Regions from separate parts of the Mus musculus genome. Here region 1 is linked to region 2. A link is a contact called in public Hi-C data. All regions are on one chromosome and are shown on one strand. The core of a region is the stretch at or near the end of the contact, and the rest is flanking DNA. Distances in the headings are between cores, read along the strand shown. Region 1 overlaps Gm30431 (predicted gene, 30431). Region 2 has its middle 34 kb from the start of Gm23389.

Region 1 (5,940 bases), core at 2,453-4,952, 1.1 Mb after region 2:
TATTTCACATCTGACCTGTAACTCCCCAACATAAAATAAATAATTGATCTTCCTCTCTATTACCACAATCATAATTCCCTATATCCCACTTGAGAAGTGGTCAATACTGATAGATAGCGTATGCATTGTGGTTAAGCACACATTCTCACATCTGTCATTGATGCAATTGGGATGATTTATATTAGCTGCAATGACAATTCTGTCATTAGACAAAATTTGAGTCACTATGCAGGGAAGATAAAAATAGAAGGACTTTTAATATCTCTTGTATGACCTAAATGTAGAATCATTTATTTCTTTAAAACATGCTTTAGAATATGAAGAACATGTAGTGGATTTTTCTGCTTTTAATCTTCTTGACAGAAGACTACATCTACATTGGAATTTCAGAAATGAATGCTTATTATATGTAAAATCCTGTAGAAATTGTCCTGGAGTTGATGAAAACTTCAGAGTAGTAGTGCCCCACATCATGGAACCTGTAGGTTTGTTCTATGGTGTTTTGCAAATGAAGGGTCTTTTTTAATACATGATGCAGTCTCTTTGAATATAGAATCAATGTCAAAAGTATCAGCAAGCTACACAGTAAAATAAGCTAAAACAAACATAGGAGTTTGTATAAGAAGGCATCTTATAAAAAACAGAATTCTGAGATAGTTTTGTAAAAATCCCAGAGAAGAGAATTTATTTAAGACATGTAGTACTACTGTATCTTTGAGACCTAACTTTTATTTTAAGAGCTAACTCTATGTGTATTGTGGTGATGGTTTCTATATTCTTGGCCCAGGGAGCGACACTATTTAGGAGGTGTGGCCTTGTTGAATTCACTGTGGGCTTGTGTTTTAAGACCCTCATCCTAGGTGCCTGGAAGTTAGTATTCTGCTAGCAGCCTTCAGATGAAGATGTAGAACGCACAGCTCCTCCTGCACCATGCCTGCCTGGACACTGCCATATTCCTGCCTTGATGATAACGGACTGAACATCTGCACCTGCAAACCAGCCTCAATTAAACGTTGTTCTTAAAAGAGTTGCCTTGGTCATGGAGTCTGTTCACAGCCGTAAAACCCTAACTAAGACAGGTATATATGATCATATTCAATAGCAATCACTGTAACAGGTTCTAGTCACAGGAAACATATATCCCTGTGATCAAGCAGTGTTGATACTTTACCAGCTCAACTTTTACAAAAGAGGGAACATATTACTTAATAGTGTGATAAAGCTCTTAATGTTAAAAGACAAACTAGCATGTTTAAGATACAAAACCAGAAAACAGAGAATTTTGATCGTGAAATCTAAACTTCAGTGCAGTAACACTTCCATTTTAAAGGGAGATAGAGAAAGTAAGGTGAATAGTTGAGGACTTGTGTCACTTGGTTTCTGGGATGAGTGAGCAAAACGGGAAGATAATCTGAAGTGAAACCAAATTTGCTACAGGTAAGAAAGTGAAGCAGCACAGAGAGATTGCAGGTCACAAGAAAGGAGAGCAAGAGGAAGTATAGACAGCACAAAGGACACTTAGTCATTAAGAGTAAATGGGTTAGTAGGTGAGAGAAGGAGAGGTAGAGGAAGGGAACAGCCAATGGCAGTACTGCCATGGGAAATGAAGGTTCTTGCTTACATGCTGGGTCATAACCTGCCTGATACAGCTGACAGATCCAGAAATCGGGGCATGCTGGAGAAGGAAAGAGCTCCTTAAACATCTGTTGACAAGACTAGCTAATTGCTCTTCAGTTTCATAACCAAGGGGCAAAGATATTCACTTATTAACTGGATCGTTTATTATGGCTTCCTTATCTTGTATTGCTGTAAAATGTAGATGATTTTATTTTTGTTTGTTCAGCATAGTTGTCACCCAACACATCAGTTCAAAATTAAGTCAACTTTGTGGTTTTTATTTGGTATTGAAGTACTTTATTTTGATTATTTTCTAAGCTAGAATATGAGCTTAATTAGTTGGTTTTTATTTAACTGACAAACCACACCCCCAACCATGAAGGTAACATATACTAATTTCTTCTCGATGATGTGTCACCAGCTTTTTTCTATGGCTCTGCAATACTTGTCTCCTTATCCCGGAGGGAAACTCTACCTAAAACATCAGCAACAGTCAAAGTAGAAACTTCATATGCCACCCTCAATTTGTTTTTTTCCTAAGATACCTCTGTATGTAATGATGTCTCCTCTCATCATTTGAGTTTGGCATATGATCAAGTATAATGTCATTAAAATAGTAAAACATCATCTCCTTGTAGAGTTTCTTGGTTTCCCAAGCATCAGTAAATGGGTCAGTAAAAATTTTTATTAGGAAAAGAAAGAGTAAATTCTTAACAAAAAAGAAAGGGGTAAAGGAAATAAAAACAGAAAGAGAGGGAGAAAGAAAGAGAACTCAGACTAATCCTGGAAAACATAATGCAATAATCTTTCCTCTCTCTCTCTCTCTCTCTCTCTCTCTCTCTCTCTCTCTCTCTCTCTTCTCTCTCTCTATATATATACATACACACACACACACACACACACACATATATATACACATATACAAACACACACATGTACATATGTGTGTGTGTGTGTGTATTCAAAACTAAAACGCCACAACGAAATAAAGGCCACATGATCTGAGTGATATTTATCTGCTAAATGGTCAAATTGCAGAGTCTATATCGCCCGTTTAGTATTTAAGAAGAAACAATGCTTTTATAAACTGTTTAGACTATACAGTAAAAAAATATGGTAGGACCATCCCTGTTGGAATAGAAGACCACCTGTTTTGTATTTTTAACCTCCCCTGGCCAGAAAACCAGACAAATACAAACAGGGGCAAACTTTCATGATCCAGTGTCTCACCACTGCAAGCACTAACTCAGTCATACCATTTTATTATCAATTACACGTATTCTACATATCCAAGGAGAAGTTTATATTATTTAACACATATAGCTAGTAACTTTTCTGACTCATCTCAGTGTGTGGGCACATATGCAAGTCACATCTTTGTGCTTGACGGGTTCAGTCTATGCTCCCTTCCCACAAAGACAGTTGGATTGGGAGTAAACAAAATCTCTTGTTTCCTTGCTCTAGAGTTTTGCTTTTAATTTTAAGCCTTTCTTGTTAGCATATTTATTCTGTAGAATAATCTGTGTGTGCAGTTTCTATACTGCTATCATGACTCATTCCTATGTCATGATGTTTTGGTTCTTACTTTTAAAGTGTTCTTTGAGAAAACAACTGTTACAGGCACTGCTTTCCAAGAACAGAGGGTGTCCTTCCTAAGACTTCCAGAGATCAAAGACGATGCAGGCACAGTCCTGGAATCCTTTACATTGTAGCATATCCTCATTAAATTAATAATATTTTATTTGGAAAATATTCATCAAAGGCCCTGAACATAAAAACAAGAACCCCAAATATTTCAATGATCAAGTAAAAAGACTTAGAGAGAAATTAGCTGTGGGCCCTCAGATGTTCAAAAGGCAAAAGAATCAATGTAGTCTTATCATCTTCTCAGAAATGTATCTAATAATTTTTACTTTCATTTATATAGCTTATATTTAGTAGATATTTGAGTTTATTAATCTTCCTTTTTGTTTTTAGACTTAGATACTGTAGGTGTGTCCTTGTTGGAAGAGGTGTGGCCCTCTAGGCAGGCTTTGGGGTTACATAAGACTCACATTTCCTGTGCTCCGCACTCTGCCTTGTGGTTGTGGGTCAGGATATGAATTCTCAGTTGTTCCTTAATCCGTGATCATGATTCTATACCCGTAAGCTGACTTTGACACTTTCTTCTGTAAGCTGCCTTGGTCATGGTATTTTTATCACAGCAACAAAAGAATAACTCAGACAGAAGTATATTTATTTATGTGTATAAGTGTTCTCTTTGCATGCATATGTGTGCATTATCTGAGTGCCTGGATACACAGAAGCCTACAGAAGGCTACAGAACTTCTGGAACTGGAACTATACTGTTCTTAAGGGTACAACAAAAAGCAACTAGTACATGTACAAATCCCAGAAAAGTGGGAAATAGTAGATTTACTAATAACTTGTTAAGTATTTTTTTAACTTGTATGATTTTGAAGAGAGTTTTCAGTTTTATATTTTCTAAAATAGATATTAAGTTTTGATGTTGGATGTTTAAGTAGAATCATAAAAGAAGTTGCAAAATAACTCTCTGATTTTAAGAAAAGATTTTGACAAGGGTATTCGTTTTCTGATTCACCAGTTTAGTTATAGAAATGTCTCAAATTAATCATTTTATAGTATGGAGAAACAGCCAATATTTGTTGATTTTTGCATATATTCTGTTTTGCAAGAAATTTCTAATTTCATATACAGAGTTACATTATGCAAGGTATTTTGTTGGCATACTATTTCATTTATTGATTAGTTGTAGAATATAGGCATCCAACTTTTAAATTTCTTATTAAGCATTTTTATTTTTTGAGATAAGATAATGCTGTGTAACCCAAGCTTTTTAAAAAAATTATAAACATATATCACAATATCTGGTTTATATTTTGATTTGAATCTAATTTTGTTAGTAATCCAATCATAGGCATACAGTATTTTTACAGCATATTAACCTTTAAATATATTTAAATATGAGACTTTGATAATGTCAATGTGTAATGTGCCAAGATTAGTGTTTCATCATGTACTTGAAATAGTTGTGCATCCTTTAGTCATATGGAATGTTGCTATGTTTTCTATGTCATGTAGGTTAAGTAGAGAGCTCACACTGATCTGTTTGTTCTGTTCATTTTGTTCTACAGTGTTTGAGATAGAACAGTAATTGGTCTACACACCTATAAAATCAGGCCTGGCAGACTGAAGCAAGAAGATCATAATTTGAATAGTAAGAACTTTACTAAAGCAATCTGTCAATCGATGACCTAAACAACCAGCCAAATAGACTAATGTTAACAAAGACAATTATTGCTCATAACTTAGTACCTGTTCCTGTACTCTCTTAAGTTTTATTTTTTCTTAAACATATTTTAAAGTCTAATTTAAAGGACATTAGAATAAAGTTGTGTGTGTGTGTGTGTGTGTGTGTGTGTGCACGTGCGTGTGTGTGTATTCTTACTAGGTATCTCATTATTACTGTGCCCTTTCTTTCATTTCATAATAGCAGGATCCTTTTAAAAGTTATTCATTTTATTTTAAGTGTATGAGTGTCTGCTCACCAGGTATGCGTGTTCAGAAGACAGCAAGAGTTTCAAATCTGGATCAGTACTGAAGATACAGATTGTGTTCTTGTTTTTCTTTTCTTTTTTTTCTTTTGCAGCAATCATGTAGATGCTGTCTTGAGTCCTCATCCTCTGGAAGAACAGCATGTGTTCTTCTGCACTGAGCATCCTTACAACCCATCTAACATTTCCCTCAGTGATGTCTGATCCATGATAGAGGTTTACAGTGCCAAGATTTCATAAACATGTTCTGCCTTTACTTTCAACTTGTCTTTGCTTGTATGTTTAAGGAGAAATACTTTTTGACAGAATATTATTGAGTTTTGCTTTGTTAAAGTCAAATATTTCTTTTTTGATCATACCCATTGAGTAAAGCTTATCTTAAGAAATTCCTTTTTCTTGCAACTCATGTGTTGTCTATTTTCTTTGAGAAGAAGACAGCAAGACATGATTAAACATAGAAAAGGGTGGAGCAATGGAAGGCATCCTACAGGAGTGAGGGAACCATCTGATGCCTAGGTCTTACTGCTGTGAATGTCAAGGAAATTGATTATAGGAATGGTAATCTGAACTTTTTCTATAAGTGTTTAAGTCAAGCACATAGAATGTTTTAAAATCAATTTACCCATCAGATAGGATAAGTATTCCAGCTACAATCAGTACTAGTTGTTAGCACTACACATCAAGTATGACACAGATAGAAACACAGATTCAGAAAATAAACTTGGCGTTTCGCATCTTGAATACTTTT
Region 2 (5,362 bases), core at 2,279-4,778:
AGTTTCTCTGATATTTTGGTACTTTAGAACAATTATAATAAGCAGCTCATACTCTTTGTTTTCAATATACTGTAATTAATTCTAAATTATCTATGGAAAAATCACAGAGAAATAACTTGTTAACTGCTCTCTTCTGCCAATGTTTACCTGTGCCATCAAACTATAAACACAGTATAGTTCTCATTTATACCTGATGTCAATCAACCTGGCTAGATTTCTCAAGTGCAAGTTTTTCTTTGCTCTGTGAGAATCAATTTATTCTTTACTTGAATAATCCAACAATTTCTATCAATTTATACATGTACAAAAGAGGATATGTCAGCATCTTTGAAGAGCTTTAGAGAAGAAGAATGCACATAGTCTTGAATATCAATAGCAAAAGCCACCATTTTCTGATATTTGAATAGGTTTTAATGAAATTCTACTGAAGGACAGAGAAAATTACAAAAGAAAAAGAATTCCATTTATTGTTTCTAGAAATTTATCTAGCCATATTAAATCTTCACATTTTTCTAAAACTGTTTTTAAAAGTAGTATCATTTCAAACAGGGATGACTAAAAAAATCTACTATATCAAACAAAGTTGATTGCACCACAAACAGTTTATATTTCTTGGATGATATTAAAATATGTAACTATCTTCACAATAAAGGGATTTGTAAAAAATATTCACAACCTAATTATTTTATGTTGTAATTAAGAGATCATGAGCATAATAGAATAACAGTGCTAATAGTTATGGCAGTAGTTTTTTCCCAAACAATGTATTTCTATTAGTGTATTTAATACTTGATTATTTAGCTCATAAACAAATATGGTTTTAGTGTATATACATGAATATTCAATGCTTAGAGAAATTCATTTTGGCTAAGGGCATAGTGAAGTTGATAGCATCTAAGTCAATTTCCTGACTTATTTTTACCATTCTTGTCTTTTTAATGGACCCAATAAGGAGCAATATGGATGCATATTGATGAATGACTACATATAGAAATTATCTGGGATTCCTGGAGAGATGGCTCATGATTAAGAACACTTACAGCTCTTTCAGGGAATAGAGCTCATATCAGGCACATGTCAGGCAACTCACAACATCTTTTAACTTCAGTTAGAGTGAATCCTTCATCCTCTTCTGTCCTTTTTAGCCACCTACACAGGCAGATACTGATACACAGACATGCACATAAATAAATCATAACTATTCAGATTAGATATAAAGTATTTGCATATAAAATTTACATTTCTAAAATTTAGGTAAGCATCTCACAACTTACTTAAGAAGTAAGAGTTTAGTGGGGCGCAGTGGCACACACCTTTAATCCCAGCACTTGGGAGGCAGAGGCAGAGGCAGAGGCAGGCGGATTTCTGAGTTCGAGGCCAGCCTGGTCTACAAAGCAAGTTCCAGGACAGCCAGAGCTATACAGAGAAACCCTGTCTCAAAAAAACAAAGCAAAAACAAAACAAAACAAAACAAAACAAAACAAAACAAAACAAAACACCCAAACCACCACCCCCGCTCCAAAAAAAAAACCACCCAGAAGTAAGAGCACTTGTGTGTATGTGCATGGTATGAATTCTCCTTTTTGTTCTTTATTTTTTGCATATTTCATATGTATAACAACGAAATATAACATCCTTTTCCTCTGGTCCTTCCTCCTGTACCTCCTTTCACAGATCCCCTAACAGTTTCCATTCCTCTATCTCACTCCCCTCTCTGTTTCTCTGTCTCTCTGTTTCTCTTCCTTCTTTCTCCTTTTTACTCTATCTCCTTCTCTTCTTCCCTCCCTCCTGAAATCTTAGCAAGTTCAATTAGTAAGACCTATATGTGTGAGGGTATCAGGCCCTCCACTGGAGCATGAGGAATGTCCCAGTGGTCACAACTCCAAAAGAAAAAAGATTCTCATTTCCTCAGCAACTATCAACTGTCAGCAGCTGAGTAATGGGCAGAGCCTGGAGAACACACCTATGTTGGAATTTCCTGGAGGTCTTTCTTATGCAGGTGCCAATATCTTCTGTGAGTTCATAAGTGCAATAGCCAGTCCATGTCTAGAAGAACATTCCACAGTATTCCTCACTATCCTTTGATTCTTATCTTTGTCTTCTCTTATACAAACCTTCTTGAGTCTTGGTAGGTGTTAATGAGTTGTAGAAGTGGTGATAAAGATGTTGCATATTAGGCTAATCACACTTCTCATATTCTTAGCACTTAGAGGAGTTATAAGTCTCTGTGTTGACTGCTGTCCACAGTAAAAGGAAACCTGACTGACAAAGGTTTAGATCAGCCCATGTCTATGGGTATAAGCATAAGTATGGAGGAGCCAATTTGATGACATATCCATTGAGAAAAGCAACAGCAGGTTCTACCCTTGGGCTGTGATCCTAATAGCCAGGGGCTGTTGATGAAGTTTAGTACCAGGAATGTACTATATACCATGGCCTCAAATCTAATCAGAAAGTGATAATTACCACATAATGGCTATGTGTCTGTTATGTCATGAGTGCATCTTACTTGCAAATAAATATTGTAACATATGGATACCATGCTGAGTAAGACCATTGGTGTCTCTTCGTCCTCAGCAGCTTGGGTAGAGCTTTTCAGCACTGTAAAAGTACTCCAGGAGGATGAAAATTTCCTGAGGCAACCTGGCCAAGAATGTTGCTGACATTCATAAACAAAGCTGGCCAATTAGCTATCAGTGTAAAAATAGAGTCCATTTCCCTGGGAGGATCTTGGCCACATGACAAATATGGTATTATAGGCAAAGATATTATGAATGTGTTAAGTTAATGCTTTTGAACATATTTAGCTTTGCAAAAATAGATCACTAAAACAGTTTTCCCAAGAGTTTCTACAACATTATCTTAGTTATGGTTTCTATTGTTGTGATAAAAAAAATCATGACCAAAGCAATTTGAAGAGAAAACGGTTATTTCAGCTTATAACTTTCAAGTCACACTTCATTACTGAGGGAAGCGAGGTCAGGAACTTTAGGTGGGAACATATAAACAGGAAATGATTCAGAGGCCATGGGGGAGCTTGTTTCTCAAGACATAACTCGTTCTGCTTTCTTATAAAACCCAGTCTGGGAGTAGCATCCTCCACAATGATCTGGGCATTCTGCCATCACCCATCCATCAATAAAATGTATACCACAGGCTTACCCACAAGCCAAACAAGTGGGGGCATTTCCTTAATTGAAACTCTTTCTTCCAAAAATAACTCTAAGTCATGTTAAGTCGACACAAATCCAGCGCACCATTCATGCCAATGATATATTGTATCACCACAGACTTATTTTGGGCAAGTTCAACCCTGCAGAAGTTATTATCAAAAGAGAAAGAAAGCAAAGATGTGCCTTAATGATGTAACTCTCAAAAACTTTAGTTCAACTCCCCCCCCCCATTGTATTTAATCACTTTAAAAGCTGACTGAATCCAGTTTCAGGCTCAAGGTCTTCAAGCATGGATCATGGCAATCTGGAGTCTCTCTGTGCCTGTTTATTCTGATTCAATTTTTCCCTCACTTCCTCCTATTATATCATCCTTTGGAGAAGAGCCAAATGGTTTCCTCTTATAAAGCAATAAATACATCTCTTCCAGTCTCTTGTCATCTCACAGGTTATTAGTATAGATAGAATCAAGGCACTACATATCCCATCTGAGTTATTAGGAGTCTGGATTTCCTGCCTTATGCATCTAACTCTGCAAACACCAATGCTATTCTTCATCCACAAGCAGGCTGAACATCAGCAAAATGGCCTGTAGCTCCTTCACATATAAATCGTTGCTGTAATTGCCAAAGTAGCTCTAGCTTTCAAAGAAGTCCATTTATCTTTTGTTGTCATTAGCTTATTTTCTGTGCCTTTTGCTTCAATTTCAGCCAGATATTGGGAATTCCAACCTTTATGTCAGAAAAGTACTGGGCTCCTGTGTAAAATAATATTTTGAAGCATTACGATATTAAAATAATATAGTAGGTTTTGTGGGATACAGAAAAATTGTAGCAGATTTCCCTAATCTGACAAAAAATTAGAGTCTTGTTAATAGAAAATTTTCTATGTTCCATTTTGCCTGAGATGCTAGGAAGGTAATACATTTCATATCACTCTCTTAGAATGAATGATGGAATCATATTTTTTCTAAACATAAAGCATCAACATGTCTATTTTTCTAACTACCTGGGTAATACATATTCTTTTAAGCTATGGAAAATGCTGAAAATAAATGAGAAAAGATTCATCACCTACATTAAATAAATGTATTTTATTTCATTTATTTAAAACTTGTATTTTAATATGTTGATAGAGTTCACAAAGGAAGGAAAATGGCCTGAGAGTAGTGTCCAAACAAGCTCAGAGCAGAAGCAATGAGTTATCTGACTAGAGTGTAAACCTTGTTTACTGTCTTGCAACTTTCTTAAATTTAGGTTGTAAACCTTTAATTTGACTTGAATAGCCCTCATTTTTTAGATTTTTCAATGATTGGACCACATATTACTTTGTGGATATAAAATATTTTCTCTGTCATCTACTTTATCTCCCACTTGCCCATTTTATTACATAATTAATGTTCTATTATATAGGTCAGATTTCAGTTTATCTAGTGGACAAAATCTCTTCAGAAGATTTCTATCATTTATAACTGCTGTACTAAAATTCTTCTATCCTTCTCTTCTTTATTCATTTCTGTTGAAATTTTAACATATGTGTGACCAAAAGCAAAAGTACTATTGAAAGCCCATAGATGTATAAATATTTCAACATGTATATGAATGTAATAGAAGTTATATAAAATATGTTCTATGTGCTTATTATTTATCAAAATATAACTTTATAAGTACCAACATAAAAAGGATGGAATTAATCTTACTAAACAATGGTGCATTATTAAACAGGAAATGATCAAACTTAACAATGATTATATTTTTCATTCTTTGGTGTATTGAAAATATTTGGATAAAATTCATATAATTTATTAATGTTTTACAAAATTTATTTAACTACATTTCAGCAAGTCAACTTGCATTATGTAAATATGTATTATTAATTTCAAATTAACAATCTTCATTTTACTATTACAATTAATTATTAATGTTTTACAAAATTTATTTAACTACATTTCAGCAAGTCAACTTGCATTATGTAAATATGTATTATTTATTCCAAATTAACAATCTTCACTTTACTATTACAATTAATTTTTTAAAATAATGAAGTTGAAGATATCTATCTTTGCCAACATAGTAGTAAAATAGATTTGACAAAAAACTTAAGTCAATAGCAAAGTTGGAGAAAGAAATATACATTTGAACACATTGTATGTATATGTACAATACATTATCAATATAAAAATTAGTGATACA

What was found. A called contact is a pair of places that touch in the nucleus more often than the background predicts.
Region 1: a contact with region 2 is called in a Hi-C map of bone marrow-derived macrophages, with 9 read pairs. The contact joins two enhancer-like sites. A contact is called at or near these places in 4 of 39 promoter capture datasets (the 3T3-L1 cell line, hippocampal neurons, liver and 1 more), 1 of 484 Hi-C or Micro-C datasets (bone marrow-derived macrophages) and 5 of 115 datasets of contacts at active chromatin or transcription factors (the 230-238 cell line, the SCID.adh cell line, astrocytes and 2 more).

The regions. Positions count from the first base shown.
Region 1 is chr1:95,670,564-95,676,503 of GRCm38.p6, forward strand. It overlaps Gm30431 (predicted gene, 30431), which reads left to right. Exons shown (of 4, transcript NR_166710.1): 2 at 848-1,079; 3 at 4,773-4,855; 4 at 5,288-5,940. Among named protein-coding and RNA genes, the nearest start is that of Gm30431, 5.8 kb to the left of the region's middle. Within about 2 kb of position 3,703, at least 26 of the 459 cell types and tissues checked have an H3K27ac peak or open chromatin away from gene starts, as enhancers often do. A contact at or near this core is called in bone marrow-derived macrophages, where this site is marked.
Region 2 is chr1:94,579,168-94,584,529 of GRCm38.p6, forward strand. No RefSeq gene overlaps it. Among named protein-coding and RNA genes, the nearest start is that of Gm23389, 34 kb to the right of the region's middle. Within about 2 kb of position 3,529, at least 27 of the 459 cell types and tissues checked have an H3K27ac peak or open chromatin away from gene starts, as enhancers often do. A contact at or near this core is called in bone marrow-derived macrophages, where this site is marked.